2 separate regions of the Sus scrofa genome follow, and region 1 is linked to region 2. A link is a contact called in public HiChIP or PLAC-seq data. All regions are on one chromosome and are shown on one strand. Each heading gives the region's core, a stretch centred on a gene start, on an enhancer-like site or on the middle of the called end of the contact. The rest is flanking DNA. Distances are from core to core; before and after follow the strand shown.

What was found. HiChIP or PLAC-seq counts read pairs in DNA pulled down with a chosen protein or histone mark.
Region 1: a contact with region 2 is called in an H3K27ac HiChIP or PLAC-seq map of alveolar macrophages. The contact joins two enhancer-like sites. A contact is called at or near these places in 2 of 47 Hi-C or Micro-C datasets (omental adipose tissue and subcutaneous adipose tissue) and 1 of 2 datasets of contacts at active chromatin or transcription factors (alveolar macrophages).

The regions. Positions count from the first base shown.
Region 1 is chr14:65,378,012-65,384,520 of Sscrofa11.1, forward strand. No RefSeq gene overlaps it. Among named protein-coding and RNA genes, the nearest start is that of ARID5B, 27 kb to the right of the region's middle. Within about 2 kb of position 3,985, at least 1 of the 83 cell types and tissues checked has an H3K27ac peak or open chromatin away from gene starts, as enhancers often do. A contact at or near this core is called in alveolar macrophages, where this site is marked.
Region 2 is chr14:64,287,400-64,293,277 of Sscrofa11.1, forward strand. No RefSeq gene overlaps it. Among named protein-coding and RNA genes, the nearest start is that of CDK1, 56 kb to the left of the region's middle. Within about 2 kb of position 2,307, at least 9 of the 83 cell types and tissues checked have an H3K27ac peak or open chromatin away from gene starts, as enhancers often do. A contact at or near this core is called in alveolar macrophages, where this site is marked.

The sequences.
Region 1 (6,509 bases), core at 2,735-5,234, 1.1 Mb after region 2:
TACAATTTTTTAACGTAATTATTAAAACTGATTAGAAATATACTGAAAATAAAACTCAAATTAAATGGTTGTAAAACCCCTGAATATGGTTTGAAAACCACTGAGCTAGTCCAGCCTCCTTATTTTAAAAATAGGGAAACCAAGACTCAGAACTGAAATGATTTGCCCCAAGGACAAATTGTGAAGTAGTGGCAGAGCAGTCTCCATTATCCTCTTTTTCTTGCATCTCCCATCTCTTAGATTATCCCTTGGTAGATAGATAGATAGATAGATAGATAGACAGACAGACAGACAGACAGACATATATATACATATACATATAGGTATAGATAGATATAGATATATCCCATTTTTAAAACAATCCCACATTTTAAATTTCTTGAGACGTGTCTCCAAACACCATTCTCTCTACAATCAACTCCAGTCTGACCACCCCTGCTACTCTTCCACCAGCCCTCAGTCTGTTTTCTTTTTGCTAAATTTTATTAGTCTTTCGCCTACACTAGATTGCAAGCTCTATTACAACAGAAACTTTTGTTTTGTTCATGAATGCACCCTGATTCCCTAGCACAAATGCCTCACTCATAGCAATAAAGATTTTTAAATTAATAAGTCATATTAGAGTCCTTCTCATTTGTGCATAAAACATGTTATCAAAAATCTTTAAGGACAGAGTTCTATTTTCAAATAAAACTTAATAAAGAACTAAAAGAGAAAGGAGATGGTTGGTCAAATCAATTGCCCCTCAATTATATACCTCAATAGTTTTTTTAGCTTTTATTTTTATTTATTTATTTTTGCTTTTTATGGCCGTACCCATAGCATATGGAAGTTCCCAGGCTAGGGGTCAGATCGGGCTATAGCTGCCAGCCTATGCCACAGCCACAGCAACGCAGATGCTTAACCCACTAAGCAAAGCCAGGGATCGAACCTACAACCCCATGGTTCCTAGTCAGATTCATTTCCACTGCACCACAATGGAAACTCCAGTAGTTTTTTTTTTTAACTTTTAAATTTTTAAAAAAGCCCAGTAATCATCACTGCAAAATAAGCATACAACTTGTATTATTATGAGATAACATTTTAATTCAACTTTGTCAGTTTTGCTTTTTCATTTTTGTCTTTTGCTAGTGTAGATGATAAATGCTTTCATTTTCCATTAAATCTGCAATTTGGAGGCTTAAATATGCCCTTTTGATTTTGCTTGTCAACCTGCTAGGTCATTTTTCAAGCTCTTCTCTTTCTTGTCAAACACAGCCAATAACTCCAAAGCATAGCAATATTATTCTGTTTTCCAAACTCTCATGCTTTCAAAGTATTCACAGATAACATTTTTTGCCCCTGTATATTATGCTGTTTTACCTTTGAATAACATGGATTCCCATCTTTCTATCCTCCAATAATAATTAATTGCTCATTACCCAGCCCCAAATAGCACATAGTTTGGCTAGGCTTCAATAAGAAATGACCATAATAATCTCATGACTTATGAAGATAAAGGTTTATTTCTCACTCATATTATGTGTCAACTGCAGGACAGCTGAAGCTCTTCTCCATGAGTCTTCTTTATTCCAGGACCCACTCTCAGGGATCAGCCCCTATTAGGGACATTTCATTCTAAAGGCAGAAGGAAAAAAAGCAATGGTTCTCAAATCTTCTGCTCAGAGGTACCATGTTACACTGCTACTCACATTGCATTGGTCAAAGCAATTCACATGGCAAAGCTTACAACCAAGAAAATTGGAATATTTTCCCGCCACAGAAAGGGAGGTCCTGTAGAGGAAGAGCTTCTATAGAGATGGGAGCTGTAAGAAGAGCAGTCAATATTTTGAAGGGGAAAACATGAAATTAAAAAAAGAAAAAGTAATGACGCTGTCCTCCACAGTTACAACTTGAATATTGAGAATGAAAGACCAGAGTCTCCTGTTTATAGTTTGGGAGTAGAGCCGATGGTGATGTCATCATCCAGGTCAGACGTACAGACAGAGGAACAAGTGACGAAGACCAATATCATGGATTCCACTTTGAATATGTTGAGTTATCGATGGCTGTGAACTCTCTGAGTAGAACCTGGCTTTACTAACTTGAATTTGAGAGACAGTAACTGTGCCAAGATACAGTTCTGAGAGTCATCTCCATGCAGCCTGTGGTGGAGCCCTGTAAGTGGATAAGCCCTCCCATGAGGTGTGAGGAAGGGAATGAAGACTTAGCTAAATACTTTCTTAGAACTCCATATCTAGTGTTCAGCAATGGAATGGGAGCCAATGAGAGATGGAGGAGGAGAAGAAGAAAAAGACACACAAGGAGTTCCCATCATGGCTCAGTGGAATCAAATCTGACTAGTATTGATCCCTGGCCTCACTCAGTGTGTTAAGGATCCCACATTGCTGTGAGCTCCGGTGTAGGTCGCAGACGTGGCTAGGATCCCATTTTGCTGAGGCTGTGGTACAGGCTGGCAGCTACAGCTCCGATTTGACCCCTAGCCTGGGAACCTCCCTATGCTGCGAGTGAGGCCCTAAAATAAATAAATAAATAAATAAGTAAGTAAGTAAGTAATATTAAAAAGACACACGAACGGGTCACTTCGAGGAAAGCACAAGAAGTGCTTGTCCACAATATCAAAATATGCATAACTAATATCTAAGTACCAACCATCACTATAAGCCCTTCACACATATCGTTCTCAGTTAACACAATAGCCCTAGCAAGTAAGTTCTATCTTATAGCGGAAGAAGCTGAGATAGAAGCTAGGTAACCTACCCACAGTCACACATAAGTAAAGGTGGAATAATGTGGAACCAAATTGTACAGCTCCAGAGATGACTATATTTCAAACGGTTTGGAGGGAAGAAAAAAAAGTGGCAGCCTGACTGTGAGGGCCTGAAGAGTGACTGGGAGGTGAAGAAATGGAGTAATGTGGGAATCCAGAGGGGAAAACAATTACTGCTGGATGAGCTGACCAGGAAAATCTTCATCATCTTCAGACTAAAGGTGAACAGAATATGGACATTCTTTCCTCCACCTAGTCACCCTGCATGTCAAAGCTGTAGTTTAGAAGCATGATCTTCTGAGAACTGCAGCTAAAGGGCAGACCTGTGGGAATTTTGTCAACCTGAGGGGGTCATCACTTCCTAGTAATGACCATCCTGCCTTTGGATCCAGTGACAGGGATTGCCTGCTGGTCACCAGTGTTCCCTCTTTGTCAGCACAACCACATTTCCCAGCCTCCTTTGCATCAGATGTGACCACGTGGCTGCATCCTAACAATAATAGTGCAAAGTAATGAGGGGTTCCAGGCCTGGCCTGGAAAGAACTCCCCATGCAATCCCCCTCTCTCTTTGCCAGCCTAGCATGACCTGTGCTGAGAAACCGTACATTGAGGACGCCAGAGCCTCCATGCACCTACACACCTGAATGATGGCCTGAAGTGTCCACCTGCTATTACTAAGGTGTGACACCTGCGTGGGACTGTCCCATGAATGAGGACATTTTATGATGTTAAACCTATGATACTTTAGAATGTGTTACAGCAGCTGTAACAACCTTAACCAACACAGCTCTCTTTCTGTTAGAGCCACCTCATATTTCCATTACTTGAATACCTTTGCATCTTCCTGGGTATTTTTTCTACATCTCAGATCTTTATAACAACATAAATTGTGTAATCTCCAGAGAACAGTTAAGAAGATAAAATTCAAGTCTCTTTGGGGGAAGAGGTTGTGTTTCTACAAAGGTGTTTAAACTCCTTTGGGTCCCTTTTCCTTTATAGACAAAGAAGAGCATGGGGTGTTCCTGCTGTGATGCAGTGAGTTAAGGATCCACGGTTGTCTCTGTGGCAGTGCAGGTTGAATCCCTGGCCTGGGAACTTCCATTTGTCATGAGCGTGGCCATGAAAAAAGAAGAAAAAACACGGAATAGACATGACCTAAGCCTCTGTGTAGCAGCAAAATCTGCTTCTGTGATGTAATGACAAAGTGTGTCACATGCATGGATGTGATGGAAAGGTCACCAGATTCAGAGTCAGACAATCTTATTCCATCTGCATGACCTCAGGCACATCACCTCATCTCTCAATTTCCTCATTTGTAAAAAATAAGAAGAGCGATACCTACTTCGCAGCTGATGTCATTTATTTGAATAAATAATGTCAGCTGACATTGCTGAAGCCCCAAATAGGTTGCAATGCCACATGAAATGAGCATGTATATCTGGAGGTGCTTTGAAAGCCATAAAGCACTCACCAATGGCTGATGATTCTGTCTCTGTATCTCTCCAGCTGGCTACCTTCCTGCTGTGTGTCTGCATTCAAAACCAGTAAGAAATATGAATATGCAGTATCATTATAATCAAAGGATCCCCGTCTACCTTGGAACCTGCAAAAAAAACGGGGGGGTTATAAAATTGCCCCCTATCCCACTGGCTATTCTGCTATTCCCTCACCTAGGAACGTGGGTTTCTTTCTCCGCCCTGCCCCTGTGCACCAGCATCACCAACACTAGGGCTGTTCCTCTTCTATAGACTCTGCCATTCTCCAAGTACATCAAATAAGGAAGAAACAAGATTACAGCCAGTGGTGAGTGGAGAGCAGAGCCCATCAGACCCCAGTGCTGTGCCATGTTACCTTCAAGGTCAGTGCTTCCCCCGCAACAAGCAGCTCCATCAGTGTGAGGTTGACCCATCTCACCCTGTTCTTCTCACTCATGATCACTGTAAATCTAGAATCAAAGAGCTCTTCTCTCTCATGACCACCTGCCAGCAGTGCCATGGTCATTGTCAAAGAAGGCTGCATCCCAGCGCAGCTTGGAGATCCCCAGCTGTCGGGACAGGACAGGAGATGGAGACTGGAAGGCTGCTCCCTGCTTCATTTATTTTTTTTTTCTCTTACAGAAAACATTTCCGTTTCTGAAAGAGTTCTGCCACTATAGCTAGACAAATGTTCGCAAACCACTGAACAAAGTGTCATGAGGCAAGTGATTTACTCTCCAGTCCTCAATTTCCTCAACTGTAAAATATGGGAAATAATAGGTGTTTCCACCATGCAGGATTGTGTGAGCATAAATGAAATCATGGCCACAGATGCGGGAGGTAGTACCATTATTTTCTTTATCACTGTCTTCCTGAAGACCAACCCCAAAACCTGAGCCTCAAAACTATGTCATCAGCAGGACATATTCTAGGTCAACCATACTGGATGTAAGACACATGATTTCAGATTTAAAATATTGGAATCCCTGTTGTGGCTTAGCAGGTTAAGGACCTGATGTTGTCTTTGTGAGGATGCGTGTCTGATCCCTGGCATCACTCAGTGGGTTAAGCTTCTGGCGTTGCCTCAAGCCGCTGTGTAGGTCGCAGATGTGGCTCAGATCTGGCATTGCTGTGGCAGAGGCCTGCAGCTGAGGCTCCAATTCGACCCCTAGCCTGGGAACTTCCATATGCCACAGGTACAGCCTTAAAAAGAAAAAAGAAATTGCAAGCTCTCTGAAATCAAGACTTTGGATAGCAGTCAAGCCTGAGGAACCCAGACACTGAAAATTCGAAATATATCGTCCCTTGGAGGGAACTAAATATACCTTTGCACCAATGATGAAATCAAGACTCAATGCGTAAACAAGGCTTCAAGAGGAGTATAGATCCTATTCTCAAATTAGTCGTCAAAGCATTTTGCTCAGAACTTTTAAAATCATTTTCAAAGTAACCTCTTCCTATAAATAAGGAATATAGCAATTCTGAAATATTCTTTCCTCTTTTTTTTTTTTTATGCCAAGTCTCATAAGTGCCTATTCACAAAGTTTTGTTAACTGAGCTTCCTTAAGTAAAAATGTATTGGTGAGAAATCCCCGTCGTGGCACAGCGGAAAGGAATCCAACTAGCATCCATGAGGATGTGGGTTGGATCCCTGGCCTCACTCAGTGGGTCAGGGATCCAGTGTTGCCACTGGTTGTGGTGTAGATCACAGATGCAGCTTGGATCCCACATTCCTGTGGCTATGGTGTCCGCCGGCAACTGCAGCTCTGGTGTTGGAGCCCTAGTCTGGGAACTTCCATATGCCGCAGGTGCAGCCCTAAAAAGCCAAAAAAAAAAAAGTACTGATAAAAATATTCCCTTAGAATTATAAACTCTATTATACCAAGAATGAAAATTAGCTCTTTAAATACTCAATGATGGTGGGCCACTGGTTTAAGTGTTTTCACACACATCATCTCGTTTAACCTTTATGCCAACATAACCCCATGTTGGATTGTAGAGATTATTTTCTGTTTACCAGCAGGAAAACCAGGCTCAGAGAGTTTAAGTAACTTGTCCAGTGTCCTGAAGCTAAAAAGTGCCAGGGCAGGGATACAAACCAAGGATAACCTGATTCTAAAGCCCTTTGTCCTAACCATTTTTCTATTTTATCTCTTAATTAAGATTAGCTTCGGAGTTCCCACTGTGGAGCACTGAGGTAATGATCTGGTCTCTTGTGGTGTTGCCATTCTGGGTGCAGTGGCTTAAAAGATCCAACATTTCCA
Region 2 (5,878 bases), core at 1,057-3,556:
TAAATATCTTTTTTGTTTTTTGTCTCTTTTAGGACTGCACCTGTGGCATACGGAGGTTCCCAGGCCTGGGGTCTAATTGGAGCTTTAGCTGCTGGCCTGCGCCAGAGCCACAGCAAAGCCAGATCCGAGCCGCTTCTGCGACCTACACCACATCTCACGGCAACACCAGATGAGTGAGGCCAGGGATCAAACCTGCAACCTCATGGTTCCTAGTCAGATTCATTTCTGCTGCGCCACGACGGGAACTCCTATAAGTATCTTTCTGATGCTGCTCTGTGCAAAGAAAATCAAATACAAATAGGAGTTGGTATTTTCTCCCATTTCTTACACAAGAGTTGCATTTTATATGCTTCAAAACTTTGCTCTTTTCATTTAATGGAATGTAAAAGTAACTGACACTTATGTGGTTTTTCTCTGCTGTGTGCCAGACCCAGTTCTTAGAATTTGATGTGTATTAACTCATTTAATACTCCCAACAACACTTTAAGTAGCAGTGTTATCGCCACTTTATAGAGATACACTATTAGTGTATTATTTCCACTTTATTGAGATACAGAGAGGTTAAATGACTTGCCCAAGATCACACAGCTGGGAAGAGGTGGAGCCTTGCTTCTGACTTAAGTAGTCTGACTCCAGAATCTGTGCTCTTAACCTCTCCAAGCTGCCTTTTTTGTACTTTTTTTTTTTTTTTTTTTTTTTTTGCTATTTCTTGGGCCGCTCCCGTGGCATATGGAGGTTCCCAGGCCAGGGGTCGAATCGGAGCTGTAGCCACTAGCCTACACCAGAGCCACAGCAATGCGGGATCCGAGCCACGTCTGCAACCTACACCACAGCTCATGGCAACGCCGGATCGTTAACCCACTGAGCAAGGGCAGGGACCGAACCCGCAACCTCATGGTTCCTAGTCGGATTCGTTAACCACTGCGCCACGACGGGAACTCCCTTTTTTGTACTTTTTAGAGAATATACATCATGAATATATACTATAATCACATATTAATAAAAAATCTTTTCACTTTATATAATATGAATTATTTATCTTCTGTATATAGTGTTTTTGGGGGGTGGATTTCTGCCAAAAATAGTTATTAAGATTTTTTTTAATTTAAAAAATTTAAAAAATTTTATTGAAATATAGTTGATATGCAATGTTGTGTTAATGTCTGCTATACAACAAAGTGATTCAGTTGTACATATACACACATCCATTCATATAGTGTTAAGTATCTATTGTAACAGTGCATAGAGGGCTTTCTCACTTTTTAAAACATTTATATAGTATTCTATTATGTTGATTTGCTGTAATTATTTAACCAGTCTTTTACTGATGGATATTTTGCTTTTAAGTCTTTCGCTATAGTAATAATAATTATAGGAGTTCCCATTGTGGTGCAGCAGAAACAAATCAGACTAGTATCCATGAGGATGTGGGTTCTATCCCTGGCCTCACTCAGCAGGTTAAGGATCTGGCATGCTGTGAGCTATATACCATTATACTATATAATTAACATAATTATAATAAATAATATAATAATTATAAACACTACAATAAGTATCAAGTGCACATTTATTTCCTATGTGTGTGGATCTGTCTGTGGGATACACTCCCAGAAGTGTGATGACTGCATTGAAGGCTATATGCATTTGCAATTTTGATAGCGAGTGCCAAGTTCCCTTCCCAGGGACTTGTACCCTTTACCATTCCCACCAGCTCTGTATCAGAGTACATGCTCATGTCACCTATTTCACCATGGCGACCCTTAGGGTGTGCTGTCCTAAGACCCACACCCCTAACCACTGCACCATACTGCCTTCAAGGGACCAATTAGTTTAAAGCTGTTTGAGTCCAAGAAAAACTAATTTACATAAGAAAAGTTCAGAGGAGATCCCGTTGTGGCTCAGAGGTAATGCACACGACTAGTCTCCATGACTAGGTACAGGTTCGATTTCTGGCCTCTCTCAGTGGGTTAAGGATCCAGCGTTAGGTCGCAGACACAGCTCAGATCTGGCTTGGCTGGGGTTGTGGTGTAGGTGGGCTGCAGCTCTGATTCAACCCCTAGCCTTGGAACTTCCATATGCCACAGGTGTGGCCTTAAAAGACAAACAAAAAATAATAACAAAAGAAAGGTCAGAGACTTGACCTGACTCAAATGTCTGTACTACAAACCAGAAGCAAAATGGAAGTTACTTGATAATTACACTCAAGGGATTATTTATGCCAATAACTGTGTTCCCGTTCTGGAGAGCTGAAGTTTCCAAACTGTTCACTTCCTCTGTAGAAAGAGGAAGGTGGGTTGAATTCCAGGAAACGCCATTGGATTCAGAACACAGACAGGAAGTGTGCTATCCTCTAGGTGATAAGGGGTAGAACTGCTGGTCTGGGCTTCCAAGGGCCCTCTGAGCTTACATGAGATAAAACCATCTTTTCTGCTTCTAATTCTGGAGGCAGGGTTGAGTATAAATGTCTGGGAGCTGCACAAATAGGAACAGGCAGGACTTACCTTCTCCCGTGGACTGCAGACACCACAGGACCGAAAGATGAGGGTACAGAGGCTTCCAAGTAAATGCTCTGAGCTGGTGATGCAATCTTGGGTAATTTTTTTTTTCTTTTTTGTTTTGGCCACGCTGTGGCATATGGAAGTTCCCAGGTGAGGGACTGAATTTGAGCAGGAGCTGTGACCTATGCCACAGCTGTGGCAATGCTGGATCTTTAACCCACTGCGCCGGTCAGGGTGTCAGAACCCACATCCCTGCAGCTGCAGAGACACTATAGATCCTGTTACGCCACAGTGGAAACTCTGATTTTGTTTTTTTCTTAATTCTTTTGGTGGTAGTATTTTTCAGATTTTTAAAAATATTTTCCAGATATTTAATAGGGAGCCTTTATTACTTTTATAATCAGGAAAAATAAGTCATTGAAATTAAAATAGTTTTTTCTTTTTTTCCCCTCTAAAACAATTCTTTGAAAACAAGCCAGCAGCCTTCCCCATGGTGAGATTTGAGGACCCGAGGAAGTTCCTGGCTACCTCAAGGCCTTCCATCAGATGTGTAGCTCCTGGAAATATTGCAGATGCAAATCCTCTCTAGGATGAGCATACCTTCCCTTTTATCTATTCCTTCCAAACTCTGGCTCCAGCAATTAACACCTTCCTGGAGTACACAGGTCTGGTAGGGAACCCAAGTGGAGAAGCCAGAGGCACTGTAGGCCTGAAGGGGGAGGGAGCCCAAGGAGGCAGGATGGAGGTGCATCAAGGTGATCACATGAACAGGACTGAAAAGCAAGTGATGTGACACCAAGGCATCCTTCCCTGACTTCTGCAAGATTGTCTGCAGCTGGCCCTACACATCACATTGAGGACAGAGAAACCCTCCCTCCCCCGTCCCCCCATGTGCAAGTTCCCAGGCCAGGGACTGAACCTGCACCACAGCAGTGACCTGAGCCACAGCAGTGACAACACCAGATCCTTAACTGCTAGGCCACCAGGGACCTCCTAGAAGAGAAAAATCTTGACTGAGAATGGATTAGTGAACCTCCACACCTGGTAAGAATAGAAATCAATCAGACCTGTACAGAATTTTGGTAAATACAGATGAAGATCCTAACAATGTAATTCTGTTTGGGGGAATTTATTCTGAGGACATAATTTGAAATATGAAAACTGTTGTTTACTGAAAGATAATTGTGGCATTATTAATAAATCTGAAAAATCAGATACAAATTAAATGTCCAATGATAGGGAGCTAGATATATAAATTAGGGTACATACAATGCAATATTAAGCAGCCATTAAAAAATTTGTTATAATTTTAAATGGGAAGCAATGTGCAAAAGTGATATACCTTATTGATGAAAATTATGAAAAAATATGCATAGAAAGTAGACTATATGAAAAGATACTAAAATGTTATATGTTAGTCTCTGGTTGGGATTATGAAAAATTCAATATTTTTTCTTCTAATTTTCTATGAGTATGAACATTTTAAAATTAAAAAGATATACTTATCTAAAAACATTATTACATTATTAGTAGATTAAAGATTTAGCATACTGTAATACATTTACATGTATTTACATGTATTACAGTATGTACATGATTAATTGTACTTTAGCATATGTATGTGATTAACATAACTGTGTATATATTTCATTTTAATTTTATATTACATATATTATACATATACATATATACACATGTGTTTTATATTACATATATTATACACACATAATTTGGGTAATTTTCTTTTTTATGTTAAAAAGTATTTTTTTAATTTAAAAAATTAAAGTATAGTTGATTGCAATGTTGTGCCAATTTCTGCTGTGCAGCAAAGTGACCGAGTCATATATATGTATGTATATATGTATACACACACATATATATATACACACACACATTCTTTTTCTCATATTGTCTTCTATCATGGTCTATCCAAAAAGATTAGATATAGTTGCCTGTGCTATATAGTAGGAATTTGGCTAATTTTCCGCACTACCAGTGAACTAGTGAAAGATTGACTCAGAGCTCAGTATATTGTCACTGAAGTCAGTACCAAGTGCCAATAAAATGCTTCAAGGGGTCTTACTGGAAGTATTTAAGTAATTGAAAGTTCATTTTAATCAGTATAATTTGCATATAAGCAATAATAGAGTCAATAAAACCCTTACTTTTTTTTCTTTCCTTCTAAGTAGGTTAAACAAACTCCTCCAAGTTCTGTTTATGCTGTTAGTTTGCTTGGCAAAATATACCCTCATAGAAAATTCATAGGTCAGTTTCAGGCTGGACCATTCCAGCTTACATTGGCTAATCAAAATTAGTGAGGTTTTACTGTAAATATGCGTATATTTTGTCTAAAGCTTACTAAACTTGAATCTTTTCTTGGAATAGTAACAGGGAAATCCAGCTCTGTAATCTGCACACCTCACTGACATTCTGTTAATAGTGTTTGGTACCATCTGCTAGTGGTTTTGTGAGTAAGTGGAATCTTACCTCCCTTTGTTTTCCTGGAAGGCCAGGATTTGAACTTCGTTGGAATGGTTTCAACCCAGAGCCCAAAGCAAGGCTGTGCCCTGGAGATTTATTAGCAGGTAAAATGAAGAAATATGCTCTAGAACACAGCTCACTTATAATGTCAGAGATAACAATTCAAGGTTATGGACTGTGTCCATGTTACTTATCAGGTACTGTCCAGGTACCATAAGGACACAAGATGAATAGGATACAGTCCTTGCTCAGGGGTGCTTGCTGCTTACAAACTGTATTATGCTACCTTAAGCAGGTAGCATTAATTAGTAAAGCATGGTAAATGTGAGACAGTAGGTAGGAATAAAGACTTCGGCAAGTTGAGGAGGGCTGTCCAGATTCAAAGGCTTTGGTCAAATCTTATAATAAGGCCCTCTGAGTTTCTGTAAGCTAGGTTAGCAAAGTGGATTTTTGCATAAAATATCCAGATTTTTAAAATGTCATCAATTTATTTAAAGTTTTTGAAAAACATTGTGACTTCGAATCAAACAAAAAAATTCCACTGAATCATAGTGGGCCACATATATGCAACTTCTGTCTTTGAGAAACAGTCCTGTTGAATGACAAAGCACTTAAAAATATATCTAATTGTAAAGTAATATGATAATATTTTTCTTGGGTTTATTGGAAATATTAAATAAAATATAAAGTCCTTGGCAAAATGACAGCTACTAATTGTTATAAATTAGCAGTTAAAAATTCATGTGCTAGAGATAGAAGTAATTGGAGAATGGAGTTACAAATTTTTAGGGAAAAGCCAGAATTTCCCTGAGCACTGTTTTTTGTTTTGGGGGCTTTTTTGTTTTGTTTTGTTTTCCAGCCCTATCTGTGGCATGCAGAAGTTCCTGGGCCAGGGATTG